Linked DNA regions of Sus scrofa: regions 2 and 3 are each linked to region 1. Evidence: chromatin contacts called from public Hi-C and promoter capture Hi-C data. All regions are on one chromosome and are shown on one strand. Each heading gives the region's core, a stretch centred on a gene start, on an enhancer-like site or on the middle of the called end of the contact. The rest is flanking DNA. Distances are from core to core; before and after follow the strand shown.

Evidence for each region. Promoter capture Hi-C pulls out the DNA fragments that hold promoters and counts their contacts. A called contact is a pair of places that touch in the nucleus more often than the background predicts.
Region 2: a contact with region 1 is called in a promoter capture Hi-C map of liver, with 6 times the contacts expected there. The contact joins the promoter of TEX10 here to the promoter of SEC61B in region 1. A contact is called at or near these places in 2 of 5 promoter capture datasets (fetal skeletal muscle and liver) and 1 of 47 Hi-C or Micro-C datasets (heart right ventricle).
Region 3: a contact with region 1 is called in a Hi-C map of heart right ventricle, with 2.6 times the contacts expected there. The contact joins the promoter of MSANTD3 here to the promoter of SEC61B in region 1. A contact is called at or near these places in 1 of 5 promoter capture datasets (liver) and 1 of 47 Hi-C or Micro-C datasets (heart right ventricle).

What each region holds. Positions count from the first base shown.
Region 1 is chr1:240,983,878-240,986,577 of Sscrofa11.1, forward strand. It overlaps SEC61B (Sec61 translocon beta subunit), which reads left to right and starts at 1,296. Exons shown (of 4, transcript NM_001243825.1): 1 at 1,296-1,387; 2 at 1,579-1,676. The coding sequence starts at 1,385. ALG2 (ALG2, alpha-1,3/1,6-mannosyltransferase) reads right to left here and starts at 939. Exons shown (of 2, transcript NM_001101029.1): 1 at 576-939. The coding sequence starts at 923.
Region 2 is chr1:242,119,060-242,121,802 of Sscrofa11.1, forward strand. It overlaps TEX10 (testis-expressed protein 10), which reads right to left and starts at 1,488. Exons shown (of 15, transcript XM_001925941.6): 1 at 1,291-1,488.
Region 3 is chr1:242,167,414-242,170,235 of Sscrofa11.1, forward strand. MSANTD3 (myb/SANT-like DNA-binding domain-containing protein 3) reads left to right here and starts at 1,509. Exons shown (of 3, transcript XM_005660297.3): 1 at 1,509-1,783.

The DNA of each region.
Region 1 (2,700 bases), core at 46-2,545:
CCAGATCCAGGTGGACATTATTTACCAAGGTAAAGAACCCAGACTTTTCTCCAAAGACTAGTGGGAAACCATGTTAAAGTTTTGAAAGGGACAGCACCTGTTTAGCTTGGGGTTTTTAACACATGACACTGCTAAGGAGTGGGGTGGTCCGGCTGCACGTGCTATAGTGGGCCATATGTGGCCTGGAAGTAGTGTCAACAGGAATAATGCAAAGAAGGAAGAAATACGAGTTACTCAGAAGTAAAAGGTGACTGAAGGCTGACTTCTAATACTCCTGTTTTCTTAGAGCGAGCACCAAGGCCCGTCGTTTCAGATTCATCGACGATCTAGTGAAAATGCAGATTTCGGGCACCACCTCAGGGGTCTAGGATGAAAACACCCGAGGGTGGGGCCAAGTAATCCGCAACTTTAACGTGTTCACACTAAAGTTCGAGCACCAGCGTCACTCCCAACTCTGATCGCTCCACATCAGTTTCGATGTTTCCGAACAACACAGAGAAATTCAGAGGTCATGCAGCGCGCCCTCCATACAGAGTTAAAAGAGGCTCGGCGATGGCTTGGTGTGGCCACCTCACCTGGTCGCATACGACCACGTCGAACTCCTCGTCGCTGAGGAAAAGCACGTAGAGCGCCAGGTAAATCATGCGCAGGTAGGCGCACACCGCGCCGCCGCGGCCGCCCCAGCCCAAGCTGCGCGGCAGCCAGTCCCCGGCGCAGCGCACCGGCAGCTCGCGGCTTTCGGCGAAGCAGTGGCCCGGGTCGTAGTGCGCGGTCCAGATCTTCACGCTGCATCCGCGGGCCTGCAGCGCCAGCGCCGCGTCTAGCACCAGCCGCTCGGCGCCGCCCACGCCAAGGTCCGGGTGTAGGAACAACACCGACGGCTTAGGACCCGGGTCCTCATCTTGGCCCTGATTCTCCTCCATCGTCCAGAAGCCGCCTCGGCGCGGACGCTTAAGGGCTTCCGCGCATGCTCTTTTCCCCGTCCTCCCAGCGGGCCCTTCTGGGGATCGACCACGCCCCGCGGTGTGCGCGTTGGTTAGGCCACATCAGCGCGAATCTGTGGGCAACTAGTAACTGCCGGAGGAAATTTCTCGTCTGACCATGGCTGGGATCTCCCACTGGCAGAGACTGGACTCTAGGAAGGACTCTGTGATCCAAGTGAAAAGATAGGAAGTCTGTAATTCCTATACAGCACTAAGTCGCCTGTACTAAAATTCCTCCAGGCACATAGTCGGACAGCCCAGGCGTCCCTGGAGTCAGCGAGGACCCTGCCAGCAGGTCCGGGGGCGGGACCAGAATCAGTCTCTCCGGCCGCTGGTCTGTTGAGGGCTCTACCGTTTCCCCGCCATCAACTTCAGTTGCCTGCTTCTCTCCAGTTTCCAGCATGGTATGTGGCCCCAGCCTTGCCTTCTTGTCCCGGCTTCTCCCATGCGCCCTGATTTTTGCCGTATGCTTTGTCCTTCTTCCGCGGCTCCTTTGCTTCCCCCAGGCCCCGGTGCAGGTCTTCGCCGTCAGGGCCCGGGGTCTGGGGGCCGGCCGGCGGCGCTAACCCGTTTCTCACCTTGTCTCCCTCCACAGCCCGGTCCGACGCCCAGTGGCACCAACGTGGGCTCCTCAGGACGCTCTCCCAGCAAAGCAGTGGCCGCCCGGGCGGCAGGATCCACGGTCCGGCAGAGGTAAGGACCCCTGCGATCTTCTCTAGGTGGGCTCGGAGGGATCCGGCCCAGGAATTCTCTGGTTCTGACAAGGAGACTTCTGATGTTACGGTTCACAGGGGCGAAAGGATGCAGGTGGTGCGGCCGTAGCGATAGTTAAAAGACTTTTGGTGTTTTGTGTCTCGAGAGGGAGACATTTTCTTCCCAATGTTCAGTTTTGAGCATCACTTTTGAAATAAGAAAGTTAAACTGGGGTGAGGCCGGAAGCAACATTAAGAAAACTGATGTCATTAATCTCCTGTCTCTAGACCTGAGCTTTACACTCAACATTAGTGTTTGGAAATCCTGTACAGACTCAAACTAACACGACTTGTCTAATACACAATTCTTGTCTCTCCGTTCACCTCAACGTCTGCTCCCAAGTATATCTCTTTACTTCCATATGGCAACTGCTACATACTTGTTCACCCAAGCCAGAACATCGGTGTCATCTTAGATTATTATTTAATGCTGTGGCTCTATCCTGTACCTTTACATTGTACAGGGAAACTTTCTCAACAGTTCTTTCCTTATCCATTTCTTCTGACTCAGTCTCTCACCTAGGAAATATTCTACCTAATTTTTGTCTTCTCTAGGTTATTTCCATTTTAATACTCTGCTCTGATTCTGTCATTGTAGTGGTTAGTGTCCATGTTGGTTTCTTGTTGCTGAACTTAAAAAACGCAGGCTGGGAGTTCCAGTCGTGGCTCAGAGGAAACGAATCCGACTAGTATCCATGAGGATGCAGGTTCGATCTCTGGCCTTGCTTAGTGGGTTAAGGATCCATCATTGCCGTGAGCTGTGGTGTAGGTCGAACACGCAGCTGGGATCCTGCATTGCTGTGGCTGTGGTGTGGGATAGCAGCTGCAGCTCTGATTCAACCCCTAGCCTGCGAACTTCCATATGCTTTGGGTGAGGCTCTTAAGAAAAAACAAACAAACAAACAAAAAACTGCAGGCAGTGGGGGGTGCCAAGGCTCTTGGTGGTGTTTTTCCCCCCCAGCCAA
Region 2 (2,743 bases), core at 238-2,737, 1.1 Mb after region 1:
TTTATCATTAGCTGGTACCAGAGATGAAAAGAAATGGTACAAGACATTCAGAAAAATGGACTCAATGAATCTTCCAACCTCCCAATCTTCTCTGCTATCTTTCGCCACTAACTATCTGATTGGTGTCCAACAAAGTTTACTGTCAGTTTATGCCATATTATCCATTACTTTGTATTAATCACTCTTCTGTTCTCACTCTGTCAGGAAAATTAGAGGGCTGATCGCCCTTCCTTTACTTTAAAGTTGGTGAGATTATTTTTATGGTACACACAGGACATTTTTATACCAGAAACTCTTAAAGTTCTACCAGCAACTTCTGTTATTTTCATCTAAAATAAAGATTTTCTAAAAATAAATAAATAAATAAATAAAATAAAGATTTTCTTAGTATAGCAAACCAAATGGTCCGACTAAGCCACTTTTACAGTAGCCTGCACTGAACAGAAGACAAGAACTCCAGACTCAGGGGCTGAACTCTCACATCACTGGACCAGGTGAGCCTCAAAAGTTTTAAAACTGAATTTCATATACTCCAACTGCAGATCTTCTAATTTCAACAAAAGGGAGATTCTAGTGTATGAGGATTTCAACCGAACCGAATTCCAGCTAGCCTATCTGCCACCTCATTACCCTCCCCTAATATCCAACTTCTTTCCCCCCTCTAAAAAAGAAAGGACACTGTACTTGGCCTTTGGTAATTTCCTCTCCAGCACTTTACGCTGAGTTCCTCCAAATTCTCTACCTAGGGGGCCAATTGGAGGCACCATACTTCCCCAAAAAACAAATACCCATGAGTGGAGCGACTCGAGAAGGCCCACGGTCCGAATCTGCTCCGTACAGAGCGCTTAACCCTGTCCACACGTTAGAAGAGGACCGATTAGGAGACGACTGCTCATCCCCACCCCAAGACTTTGGTCCCGCATCCCAGAAGTGAAGACCCTGAGATTTTAGGGAACTACCGTTCCTTCCCCCGTGAACGGCAGTCATAACCACAGTTGGGGAAGTGGGGCCCAATCAACGTACACCGGCCTAAAAGTCTCGGAGACCCGAAACCGCGCGAACCCGCCCAGTCACTTGAGGCGCTCCAAAAGCCCGCGGGGCGCCCCGCCCCCGCAAAGCCCCGCTCCGCACCCAGGCCCGGCTCTGCAGGGGTGCCCCGGCCCGGCCCCTTGGGGCGCAGATTAGCCCCAGCCAGCCCTGCCCGCCTGGGCCGCAGACCGGGGGGGCGACAGCCCCGCGCGCCGTCCGGCTCCCCAGGAGGGCCCGGCCCGACGGCTGGCGGCGGCTCACCTGAGAGCCCGGCCGGGACCGGGGCGCGGAGGCAGAGGGAAAGAACGTTCGAGGAGAAGCCGACGGGGCGACAGCGTGCGCCACCGGCCACAGCCTCTTGCTCCCGGAGCGTGTTTTCAAATCGCCTCGTCCTCACGCGGCCGCGTCTCCTTCCGCCGCCCGGAAATCAGGGCCCCTCCCCCGCCGCGCCGCGCTCACGTGATCGCGGCCCGCAGCCGCGCGCAGCCGGAGAGGCGGGCGCGGGAGCGGCAGGCCCCGCCCCCGGGAGGAGGGGGAAAGCGCCGGAAGCCCCCCACTCTCCGGGAAGCCGAGGGAGGAGGGCTCAGGATCCAAGGACAAAGCTTGGTTCTAAGTCTAGCTCTGAACTTCCTGGGCCTGCCTTTCGGGGGGCGTTGCCCCAGCTACAGCTAGTAGGGAGCATGCCTTTCTCCCCATGCTAGACCACTGTCCTTCAGACCTGGAGCCACATTCAAAGAGTCTAAGTTGAACTGAATCGAGAAAGTGAAAAGTTTAAGGTTGAAAGGACCATGGAATTCCTGGGAACTTTAACCTGGATGGAGCAATTAAGAATTAGTTGACTGAGAGGAAAATACACCTAGTAGCTGGAGCCTGAAAGTCTTAGTTGAAGATTTTACCTAATATTTCAGTTTCTCAGCACTAAGATTCCTGATACTGAAATTAAGTGGACCCAGGGAAGTTAAGGGAGAAATTTAAATGCCTGGGAAGGGGATGAGAAAGCAAAGGGAATAGGCTTTTGAAAGACAGCCCTGCCAAAGACTGTCTGGTGGCATGGAGGAAGAAGCCCCTGGTGTAGATTTTAGAATTTGATTTAAATTTTTCTCTACAGTTTACCAAAGTATAAAACTTAGTAAAGTTGACAGGAAATGAGCCTCAGTTTGCCGGGTAGAGATTCAGAGTAATGATTTCTGAGGTGGGGGGAGACCCAAGCACTGGGACTAAGACCACTCTTATTCCTAGTCTATGATCAGAGACAAAAAGTCAGACCCAAATAACCACCTCTCCCTTCCCTGGCAGTTCAGCTATACAACCATAATTGGCCTTGAATCCAGCATAAACATTTGGGAATTATCAGTGTTACATGGCATTGAAAGTTATGAGTCAGAAGAGGAGTTCAGATACCCCTGAAGTGCAGACTCAGGTCTGACACTCAATATTTTCTTTGGACACACATCTGCTCTACATCTCAAGGTCAACATGTCCAAAATGAAACTCCTGATTTTCCCCTGAAAACTACTCTTCCTACAGCTTCTTCACCTCAAATTCCAACTCCATCCCTTCCAGTTACTGAAGCCAAAACCTTTGGAGTTTTGGCCTGGCTTCTTTCCTTCTTTCCTACCTCACATCTAAGCCATCAGGAGATTTGATGTACCTTCAAATATATCCTGACTTCCACCACTTAATACAACTCTCTTGGTACCATCATGGTCCAAGC
Region 3 (2,822 bases), core at 259-2,758, 1.2 Mb after region 1:
TGAAATCAGGATTCACATTACTTTCTGTCTCTTAGTACTTTCCCCCCATGGTAACACCTGTCAATCAAATTTCCAATCTAAATCAACTTTCTATTTTCACACCTCAATAGTTTTCTTTTGACTGTATCCCCATTAAAAAGGAAATTGTCATGGATGTCTAACATGGCTCTACAGTGGAAAATTCTAAGTGGAAATGGTGTACTGCCTTGGGTTCCAGTGAAGTGAGTGTCACGGAATTTATTTGCCAATAGCAGCTCCCTCCAGATGGTCTTGGTTTCCAAGTTCTCTGGACAGTTTCAAGCTACTTGGACACCAGACAAACTGTTGTTAAAAAAAAGGAGCAGTATAACTCTAAGTTAGAGAAAGGGTCCTTATTTTTAATTGGTGCTTCTCTCCCTAGAAGTGTTTAGGTGTTTCTTTGCAGTCAAAAGACCTGGCTCAGCCTCTTAGCCTCTGGGTCATGTGCAGCTAGGTTGTGGGAGCTGGGAGGGTGGCAATAGCCTCATGTATATTCAAGGAATAAGAAAGAAAGAAAGAGAAGAGAAAAGAAAAGAAAGGAAAAGAAAAGAAAAATAGCCAGTGTTGGTGAGGTTGTGGAGAATTTGGAATCCTCATGTATTGCTGACTGGAAGGTAAAATCATTCATTTAGCCAGTATGGAAAAACTTTTTGGCCGTTCCTCAAAAAACTAAACGTAGAATTACCCTATCCAGCAAGCCTAATCCTAGGTGTATACCCCAAATAATTGAAAACATATATACAGACAAATACATTTACAGGCATGTTCAGAGCAGCACCATCCACAATAGTCAAAGGGTAGAAATGACACAAATATCCATTAATGGATACACGTATAAACACATTGTGGTATACAAACAATGGAATATTATTTAGCCATAAAAAGGAATGAAGTACTGATACATGCTACAATCTGGAGGAACCCTGAAACATATGTGCAATGAAAGAGACCAGACAAAAAAGACTACATACCAGTCCATTGATGTGAAATGTCTAGAAGAGGCAAATCTGGAGAGACAGAAAATAATTAGTGGTTTACTTAGGGTTGAGGAGAAGAGGGAATAGGAAGTGAGTGCTATGTGTGGAGTTTCCTTTTGGGGTAATAATATTTCAGAACTAGACAGAGAAGATGAGGTTGTTCAACATTGTGAATGTAATGAATACCACTGGATTGTTGATTTTAAAAAGGTTATTTTTATGTCAGATGAATGTCATGTTAATTAGAACAAGGGAAAGCTCAACAGCCCTCTCGGCCCTTCTGAGCTTGGAATCTTACCAAGGATTCTGGGAAAAGAAACACCTAGCCCCTATCCTTGTCAGGGTACGGTGAAAGGTGGTTTGTCCTACAGTTGGATATGTTGTAAATTCATTCGTCAGCACATAAATTCCAATTTACTCAGCATACAGTGACTGAACCAGGTCCTGGGCTGCAGGAGTTATAGTCTCTACCCTTTGAGCGCAAAGCCTAGGGGGAGACACATCTCGCAAATTAAAAAAACAAAACAAAACAAAACTCTGAGATGAACCCAGCAGAGTGTTGGCTACTCAAGTAGTCAGGTACCCAGAAAGAAAAGGAGCCTTTATCCGACGGAGAGCTTGGATTGAGCTAATTTGTGCCCATGGCCGCCAAATCCCTTGCGACAAATGCATTCTTTTGTTGTTCTTCGTGGAAATGAAACAGTTTTTAAGGCCCTTCAGGAGCTCGTCCGCCAAGGTGGGAAGAGGGAATTCAATTAGCACAAGAATGTCAGCCTAGAGGGATAGTGGTGAGTAGGCTGGGGTCCCTTTTGCGCCCCGCCCAGAGCCTCAGGGGAGCCGGCGGCCCAGGCTTGGGGAGGTGGGGACTGCGCGGGGCCGCGCTCCCGCCCTCCTCGGCGCCGGCGGACCCGCAGGCGGCCGGCAGCCCGCAAGGGGGCGGCGGCTCCCGGGCTTTGTGGCTGCTGCGCGCGTGGCGGGGCCTGGCCGGCCGGGGGCGCGCCGCCGCTGCCCGGCGCTCCGGAGCCCGCGGCCCTCCCGGCGGCCCAGCCTGCCAGAGGAGCCGAGGCCGCCCGCGCTTGCATCTCGCCGGCCCCTCCCCCGATCGCCGCGGCCGCCGCGCCGCCGCTGCAGGTAGGAGGCTCCCCGGCCGGGCTGGCTGCCTCGGGGCGGGGGCGCGGGCCTGGGGTCGGCGGAGGCGCGGGCCAGGCGTGCCGGGGCCGCGGGGCAGCCTGGGCGGGCTTCCGGCCCAGGCGCCGCGACCCCTGCCCCGCAGGCCGGGCGGCAGACTCCGCGCGTCCTGATGGGACTCGGTGAGTGGAGCCGGCCTGCAGCGTACAAAGCCCCAGGGCGCAGATCTCCGGGAGATGAGGCGGCGCACTGGGGTCGGAGGACTCTAGACCTCCCGGGACTGAGGAGCCGTTTGGGAGGAATCCAGATGACCCACAGTCCCCAGGTCTATCCATCCCGGGGTCCCCACTGTATGCTGGGCACTGTGCTCGGCGCTTTTCCATACTTGTCTCCTTTAAGACCTCTTGTGCCCCTTTCAGGGGTGTAATGGGGAGGGATCCCTTACTCGGAGGCCGAAAGCCGAGCATCCCATCGGTGACTGCCTGACCTTGGGAAAGCGCCTTTACTTCCAGCCCTGGGTGCTGCTTCTGTAAATGGGGGTGAGATTGGGGGCCGGTGGCGGTGGAGTGCTCGAGGTAATGCCTGCACTCCCAGGCGCTATTGTGAGAGGCGTACCTATCTATGATCATTTAATGTACATAAATGATCATAGCTAAATTTTGAGTACTTTCTATGTACCAGGCCTTAAGTACCAAACAG